Linked DNA regions of Pan troglodytes: region 1 is linked to region 2. Evidence: chromatin contacts called from public HiChIP or PLAC-seq data. All regions are on one chromosome and are shown on one strand. The core of a region is the stretch at or near the end of the contact, and the rest is flanking DNA. Distances in the headings are between cores, read along the strand shown.

Region 1 (3,971 bases), core at 1,232-3,731, 210 kb before region 2:
GCCCAGTCTGGAGTGCAGTGGGCACCATCTCAGCTCACTGCAACCTCCACCTCCTGGTTCAAGTGATTCTGGTGCCTCAGCCTCCAGAGTAGCTGGAACTACAGGCATGTGCCACCATGCCCGGCTTATTTTTTGTATTTTTAGCAGAGACGGGGTTTCACCATCTTGGCCAGGCTGGTCTCGAACTCCTGACCTCAGGTGATCCACCCACCTCAGCCTCCCAAAGTGCTGAGATTGCAGGCGTGAGCCACCGCGCCCGGCCAAAATAATAATATGTTTTTTATCCTGACAAACATGTACGACAATTTAGTGAACCATTTTGGAACTAGTACCGTGCACTTTACGTATACTTTAGATTCTGAATATACGAAAATCCTAATATTCCAGAGGAGTAACACTGGCTGGAAAGTTGCACAATGAAAATTCTATGTCATTTAACAAGTTTTTGTTATTTTTAAGAACACACAAAGTTCTAGAAGCCAGGTATAGATAGCTAGGTCCCTGCCCTTAAGGACACAGGTACTAGATAGTGCAAGGAAGAAATCCACTCAAGTCCTGAACTAACTAAGCTAAAAGAGTGTAATTATCATTTCTCTTTTGAATCCTATCACAAAATAGAAATATCAGTCACTAAATTTCAAACTATTCTTTAGCATTCAAGTCAATTTAGGACCAAAGCTTAAAATAGGACAGCTCTGAATATTCAACCTCCCTGACAACTCAGGGAGCAGTTGTGGGTACCTCCTCAATTGTGGAATAGGATGCTGGTGTTATGACAAGGAATGAATAAATCCAGAAGAGTTAATGCCTGCTTCAATTTAGTTCTTCCCCACCTTCTCCCTTTTTATTTCAACACACTTACTTCTTGAGGCTATCCTTCTTCTTTAAATTCTCATTCCAAAAAATGAGTTTAACACGCTTGTAGGTGACCAAAATTCTCTTAAGAACTAACATTACTGATTATAGGACCTGCACAACAAAATTAACCTGTAATGGACACCTCGCTTCCCAAAACAATTAGACTCTGGAGAAACATAGGTCCTGACTCTCAGATCCTGACTCACAGGTCCTGACAATTTGACTCTGGGGAAATACAGGTCCTGACTCACAGATCATATATCGGCAGAGAACGTGTTCTCTGCATTGCAAAGAGCCCCCACTCCAACTTCACCGATGCTCAAACCTAAGAGGCAAACGCCTCCGGGGCAGCCAACTGGCGCCAGAAGCGGCCGAGGTTCCACCGCCAGTGGGCAAACCCGCCAAGCCCATTCACCTCTCGGTCAAATCTCCCGGGTCTACGCAGCGCTGGGTCTAGAGCGTCCGGCCGGTTAGTGGCTCCCACAACCAAGACCTCGCGGTCCCCACTGGCGCCGTCCAGCAGCGTCAACACCTGGGCCACTACGCGGCTCTCGGGTGCCCGACCGCCCCGCCGGGGACACAAGGCGTCTATCTCGTCCAGGAAGAGGAGGCTGGGTCCGCGGCTGGCCAGTTCCCGGGCGCGCTGGAAGACCCGCCGCACGTTCTCCTCCGTCTCCCCAGGCCGGGAACCCTGCAGCGCCGGGGCGCTGACTGCCAGCAGCTCCGCGCCCGCCTCGCGCGCCACGGCCCGCACCAGCTGGGTCTTGCCCACTCCGGGGGGCCCCGCCAGGAGCACCCCGCGAGGCACCGCTAAGCCCAGCGCGGCCAGGGCGCGGGGGTAGCGGAGCGGGAGGCGGAGGAGCTCCCGCAGCGAGTCGGCCGCCTCCGAAAGACCTCCCAGGGGCACCTCGGGCTGCGGCTGGGCTTCCGACGGAGGCTCCCCGCCAAGGCTGACGCGGGTACGAGGGGTGACCAGCCCAGCGGGATCGGGACTGGGCGTCCCGCCGACGATGTGCAAGGCAGCCACCGGGCCAGGAGCGCCTGGCGGAGCGACCACCACGTGGCCCAGGGAGATCGGTCGGTTTCTCAGCAGCTCCTGCGCCGCCTCCAGCACCGCGGCTGTATTCCGGGCACCGGGCGCGCCTGCCTGCTCTCGCAACACCGGCCACACGGCGACGCGCCGCAGGGGCGGACAGGGCACTAGGAGGAGGCGATTCAGGCTGAGACTCCTCCGGGATCTCGACGCCCCGACCGCCGCCCCGGGGCTCGCGCACAGCGGGTCCAGCTGCACAAAGCCGTCCGCTCCGTCCCGCCGAGGCCAGGCAGTGCAGAGGCAGGAGCCGCCGTCGGGTAGCGAGATCTTCACTGCCGAGCCCAAGCGCGCGCCCAGGGCGTGGAGGGCGGCCGGGCCCAGGCGGCAGCGCTGGGTGCCCCGGTCTCTAGCGTCTAAGGGTAGCAGCTTTAAGAGCGGCCCTTCAGGGAAGGGATCCGAGTCCGGAGCCATTGCACACAGATGAACCAGGCAGACGAAACCAGATTAGGAAACCCACCCGGTCCACAACAAGCGGAACACCGAGCTCGCAGGCCGGAAGCAGATTGCGCGCATGCGCTAGGGAAGACTGCGTTGCTAGCAGCTGAGTGAAGGCCGAAAGGGCCAATGGAAACGTTAGACGACGCTCGGGCCTCTGGGTAGAGCGTTGGTGTCCGCTTTCGTGAAATCGAGTTGCCTACCCCAGAGCTTTCCCGCGATGGTCTTCGTCACAGGTGTCTGGGAGGCGGCTTAAGCTCACTTCACTAGGTCATTAAGCATGTACTTTGGTGGTTACATATATCTTAGAAGTCACCGGCTTTACATTCTGTTTTCCTGGCCTTCGAACTGGAGCATCAGTACTACCGCCGTTGGAATAGCAACCTGGAGACTTTGCTATTTTGTGAAGAAACTCCAACTATCCCCATGGGCACAGAATTTTGGGTGCTCTGGTGCAAATGTCTCAGGTGACTTGGCGTAGCTGAGAATACGGCCTTGGGACCTTCGATAATCGGGGTTCCAATCTGGGAGGTCCAGGCACAACCCTTCCTATGGGAAAGTAGCAGCATAGTAGGAGGGAAGCACACGGTGGCACTTAAAATCCCTTGTAGAGAGGAAAGAAGGAAAACTAGGCTACCTGATGGATTTGTAGCACACCAACAGTACATTTGTTCTGATTTCTGATATTCTTTTGAATATTCTTTGGCAACAAGTTAATCACTAAAGTTCATGCGATCAATGCTTACTGTCTAATTGGGGCACAACAGTACTAAGTCCTGTATTAGAGGCGATACCTATCTACATTATTAAGACAACTGCCTGCTATTTTTTTTTCCAGCTGCTTTCTGCCTTTCCCTTTCGCACAGGGAATTCCTTTTTATCAGCTGGAATACATTTTCTATCCCTCTTAATTGCCGTTAAAAAAGAACTACAGATATTCAAAGACAAGAAGGTATACCTTGTTTTTATTTGACTTACATCTTCCTACCTCTATTTTCCCCACTTTCACTGCAACCCAAATTTGTGAGTTGACAAAACTGATATTTTAGAGTGCTTAAGTTGCTGAGTTTTTTTTTCTATCTATGCAAATAATCAATTACCGACTGTGTAGTAATATCTTATCATTGGGAAGTACTGTCAGATCTGGTATCTTAAGACCCATGCCAGTTCCTGATCTCATTCTGTCCAAACTTCATGGCAGACATGACAGACTTCTTGACTTGACAGTAACTTATCTGGTCTCAGCTGTACTTTTCTGCTTAAATCGATTCTGGAACAATTTAGGGATCAGAAAATAGCGGGAGGAGGTCTTGAAATGGGTAAGTCACCCATTACTTCCTGTTTTCTTTTTTCCTCTTAATCCCATTGGCTTCAGTTCTTTTTGGTTTTGGGACTTTTAAATAACAGCTTTGCATTTTTTGAAATAAAAAAAAAGCCATCGTTTTTACCGACCCCTAAAGGTGTGAATTACATGCCTATCAAGTTATTTTATCAGAAGCCTGTACCTCATCGAGTCCCTTCTATTCAGTTCCAAGAAGCTTTAAGGATCTGGGAGAGGGAAAGAAGACTTACTGAGGACATGATA
Region 2 (3,887 bases), core at 107-2,606:
GGGGAAAGGGGGTGGGGTAAAGTGAGGTGAGACAGCTGCTTTCCCAGCAGAGCCAAGAGCAAATGTGTTGGTGTTGGCTTCAGGCCTACATTTATGGTGAGGAACTGGCTTTATTTCTTTTCTTTTCTTTTCTTTTCTTTTTTTTTTTTTTGAGACAGAGTCTCACTCTGTCGCCCTGGCTGGAGTGCAGTCGCGCAATCTCAGCTCAATGCAACCTCTGCCTCCTGGGTTCAAGCGATTCTCCTGCCTCAGCCTCCCGAGTAGCTGGGACTACAGGTGCCCGCCACCACACCCGACTAATTTTTTTGTATTTTTGGTAGAGACGGGGTTTCACCGTGTTAGCCAGGATGGTCTCGATCTCCTGACCTCGTGATCCTCTCGTTTCGGCCTCCCAAAGTGCTGGGATTACAGGCGTGAGCCACCGCGCCCAGCCGGAACTGGCTTTATTTCTAAGACAAAAATGCCTAGCACTTGAGCATCCGAGCCTCAAGAGGATAAGGAGTTTGTGATAGACAACACTGGGACTGTTTCTAGACTTGATTTATTGACTTGTCTGTTTCCATTCTGTTACTAATCTGATTGACAATGAAGCCCGGGATGTGGCTGGAAGGGATTTCTGCGTGCGTGCGCATGCTATCGTCAGGGCCATGTGGGCCCGTTTGGAGCAGGTGCTCCCGTGGGTGGGGGATGTTTGAGCGAGGGCTGTTTGCGTGTGAGAAGGGCGTGTGTGAAAACGACACGGGAGAAGTGGGCGTCTCTAGGGAGTTGTTTGTATGTGATGTGAGATGTGTTTGCCTGGATCGGGAAGTAACGTAGGTTCGGGTATGTGCAGTGCGTACAGTTGGATGGGAGGAGGTTGTGGGGCTCCCAAGGTAGCACGGGAGGAGGAGGCTTACAGACACATCTTACAGAACCTAGCCCCTTTTCTTGCCCGCCTAGATTTTCCTCCTAGATTATAGTTTCCCAGTTGCGAGATCCTGGGAGAGGGAAGAGGAGAGGCGTAAGGCGCCCTAGAGTCAGGAGTCTGGGGGCTCCCCTCTTTGCGTCTCGCACGAGCTGGGAGCTGGGGAAAAGAACAGATGGGGATGGATGCGCTCCCCACAGGGGACCGCGTGGCGACACGTAAAGGATTCAACCTCAGTCCAGTAGTCGCATCCTCTGCCCCAGGGCTGCCCACTTCACTTCTTGCCTGTGCATACCGGCTGGAAGCCCGCGTACGCTCTTCTGAGCTACGGGAGGAGGAAGACCCTGTTAGGGAGCGGAGCCCCGCCTCTCCCTTGTTACTGACGCGCCCCGCCCCCTCCCCGCCCGGCGGAGCCCCGCCCCCCTCCCCACCCCGCCCCCGCCCCCCACCCGCCGCTGCGCTCCCCTCGCTCAGTCTGGCTGGCCCCATGTTACTGAGCGGAGCTCCTCCGGCTGGCTCCCGCCCGGGGCCGCGAGCGCAGGGGAGCGCTGGGGGCGGCCCGGGGGGGTCCCGCCGGGGCGCCGGGGGTGCGGGAGCCGGCCCAGGAGGGGGCGGCAGCGGCGGAGTAGCCAAGTGGCTCCGGGAGCACCTGGGCTTCCGCGGGGGGGGCGGCGGCGGAGGGGGCAGCAAGCCGGCGCCCCCCGAGCCCGACTACCGCCCCCCTGCGCCCTCTCCGGCCGCGCCCCCCGCGCCGCCCCCGGACATCCTGGCCGCCTACAGGCTGCAGCGGGAGCGCGACTTCGAAGACCCCTACTCCGGGGGGTCGTCCGGCTCCGCCGCCCTCGCCACCCCTGTCGCCCCCGGACCCACACCGCCCCCGCGCCACGGCTCTCCCCCACACCGCCTTATTCGGGTCGAGACCCCGGGGCCCCCGGCGCCGCCTGCTGATGAGCGGATCTCCGGACCCCCTGCCAGCAGCGATAGGGTGAGTGCCGCGCCGGGCCGGGATGGCCAGGAGGGAAGGCGGTCAGGGGTCTGGAGGCTGCGAGAGGGACAAAGGTGGCTTGGCCCGGGCCCCTCGATGTCTCAGCTTCTGGCAGACGCGAGCCCCTGACCCCGGGGTTCCGAGCCTTCACCCACCTTTGTTCAGATTCTCAACCGACTAATCTGAGACGGAAGCCCCAAACTCTGCCCCTCTGCCCTATCCCTTGTAATGGCCCCAGAACTGTGACCCTCCCCCTCCCGGGCTGGCTCTCCACTTCGTAGCCCCCTCTAGCCTGATCCGTGAGCCTTTTGCTAACGGGAATTGAGGCGCACCTCCCAACCCCCACTGGTTGATGGCCTTTCTGCCCCTCTGGAAGCAGCGGCTCAGTGCCCTTTGATCTCTGACCCTTCCCCCTGGGCATAGCCAGCACAAAGCTCTTGCCTCCTGTTGCCTCTTTGCTTCCTCCTCCTCTTCCTCCTCCTGTTTCTCCAGCCTAAGCATCCTTGCAGGTGCTGAAGCCCCAGAAAGGAGGTGAAGACGGGTTTCTCCTTGCGGACACAGCACGAGCTGGCCTTTGCCCTATAGGCTGTTGTTCTCAGGAGGTGAAGACAGGCAGCTTACAGCTCTTGCCAAGGGGGCTTCGTGGGGTCCAGGCCCACTCCTCCCTCCTTCCCTCGTCCTCTCAGGTATGAGGATAGTCAGTGCTCAGGACCTGTTGCCCACGTGGGGCTAAGCAGCTGAGCCCATTCCTCCTGTCCTCCTGGCCTCCCTCTCCCCCTGGTCCATTCTGAGGGAGGCTGGAGCTTTTCCTGGGTCTGCAGGCACCAGGATAGGGAGGAGAACAGGAAATCCACCATGGCTCAGGGCCCTGCCCAGATTCGGGTTGGCCTTATCCCTCCCTGGCAGAGTGAGAGCTGAAAGCCATCCCAGGCCCCTAAATTCTGTGATGATGACTCTGTGGGCTGCCTTGGCTCTGCTGTCCTTCTTCACTCACCCCGAGAGCTCAGTTCTGGGGCCTGCCCCCTTCTCCTCAGCAGAGAAGAACATTTTTATTTGATTGGAGTGCAAAGTTGCTTTCCGAATCCGTTGGCTCCAGGATTGAGGCTTTTTAGCTGAGAGAGCGCCGTTCCGCCAGATTTCCTGGATGAGAGAGATCTGTCAGGGTCAGAGCAGAAGCCTCAGGAATGCAAATTATTTTTCCCCTAGTTTTTGCCATGGGGCATGGCTGCCCATCCTGGGCCAGGATACTTATTCTGCAGAGGAAGGTTCAAGGGCACTTCTCCAAGGCTGTGCTCGTCTGCTTCTTGTCCCCTGCTATTGTGTGATGTGATGGAGGTAGTGACAGTGAGACAGAGGAGAGGGATAGGCCCTGTTCTTCCCACTGACCAGTCAGTCTCCTCCTCTCTAACCACTGCCTGTTTGGCACAGGCAACATGGGCCTGAGCTGTCTTTGGCCCTTCTCCTCTCTACAGTGGCTTGGATGCCCTAACAGGCTGCCCACCAAGCCATGGGCTCCTCCAGGACACAGACCATGTATTCTTGTGTCTCCCAAGTGCCTGACACAATGCTTGACATAAAAAAGGGTACATAAATATGTCCTGAATGGTGACTGTCCATTATCAGGGTGGCCTGAGGGTCGGGGACTCCCCTAGCCACAGCTTCCCTTGCACATTTTCCCAGACACCCCCAAGGAAGGGGTGCACCCACACAGTTCTATGCAGAGACTCACAGCCTCTTCTTGCCAAGGGCCTCCATGCCTCAGCTTGGGTCAGCTCTGTGATCTGTGTGCTGTTCAGACTTAGGGGCCAAGAGATGTCTGACTCCTTTGTCAGCTACAGGGACAGGAATGAAATCCAGCAGGCTCTCCCAGGAGCCATACAATCTGTGGTTTCTTTAATGGGTGTGATGAGAAAGACCCAGGATGCCATCTGAGTTGGCCCGGGGCAGGGATGCTATCTCTCTGGGCCCTGACCTGGGGCCTCCCACCATTTAGAGAGA

The links. HiChIP or PLAC-seq counts read pairs in DNA pulled down with a chosen protein or histone mark.
Region 1: an H3K4me3 HiChIP or PLAC-seq map of stem cell-derived excitatory neurons shows a contact between it and region 2, with 2.1 times the contacts expected there. The contact joins the promoter of AFG2B here to the promoter of SHF in region 2. A contact is called at or near these places in 4 of 7 Hi-C or Micro-C datasets (blood, induced pluripotent stem cells and stem cell-derived neural progenitor cells) and 1 of 1 datasets of contacts at active chromatin or transcription factors (stem cell-derived excitatory neurons).

The regions. Positions count from the first base shown.
Region 1 is chr16:37,383,163-37,387,133 of NHGRI_mPanTro3-v2.0_pri, reverse strand. AFG2B (AFG2 AAA ATPase homolog B) reads right to left here and starts at 2,481. Exons shown (of 8, transcript XM_016928152.3): 1 at 1,274-2,481. The coding sequence starts at 2,362. LOC107968613 (a long non-coding RNA gene) reads left to right here and starts at 2,458. Exons shown (of 4, transcript XR_008539573.2): 1 at 2,458-2,853.
Region 2 is chr16:37,167,574-37,171,460 of NHGRI_mPanTro3-v2.0_pri, reverse strand. It overlaps SHF (Src homology 2 domain containing F), which reads left to right and starts at 1,356. Exons shown (of 9, transcript XR_008539569.2): 1 at 1,356-1,889.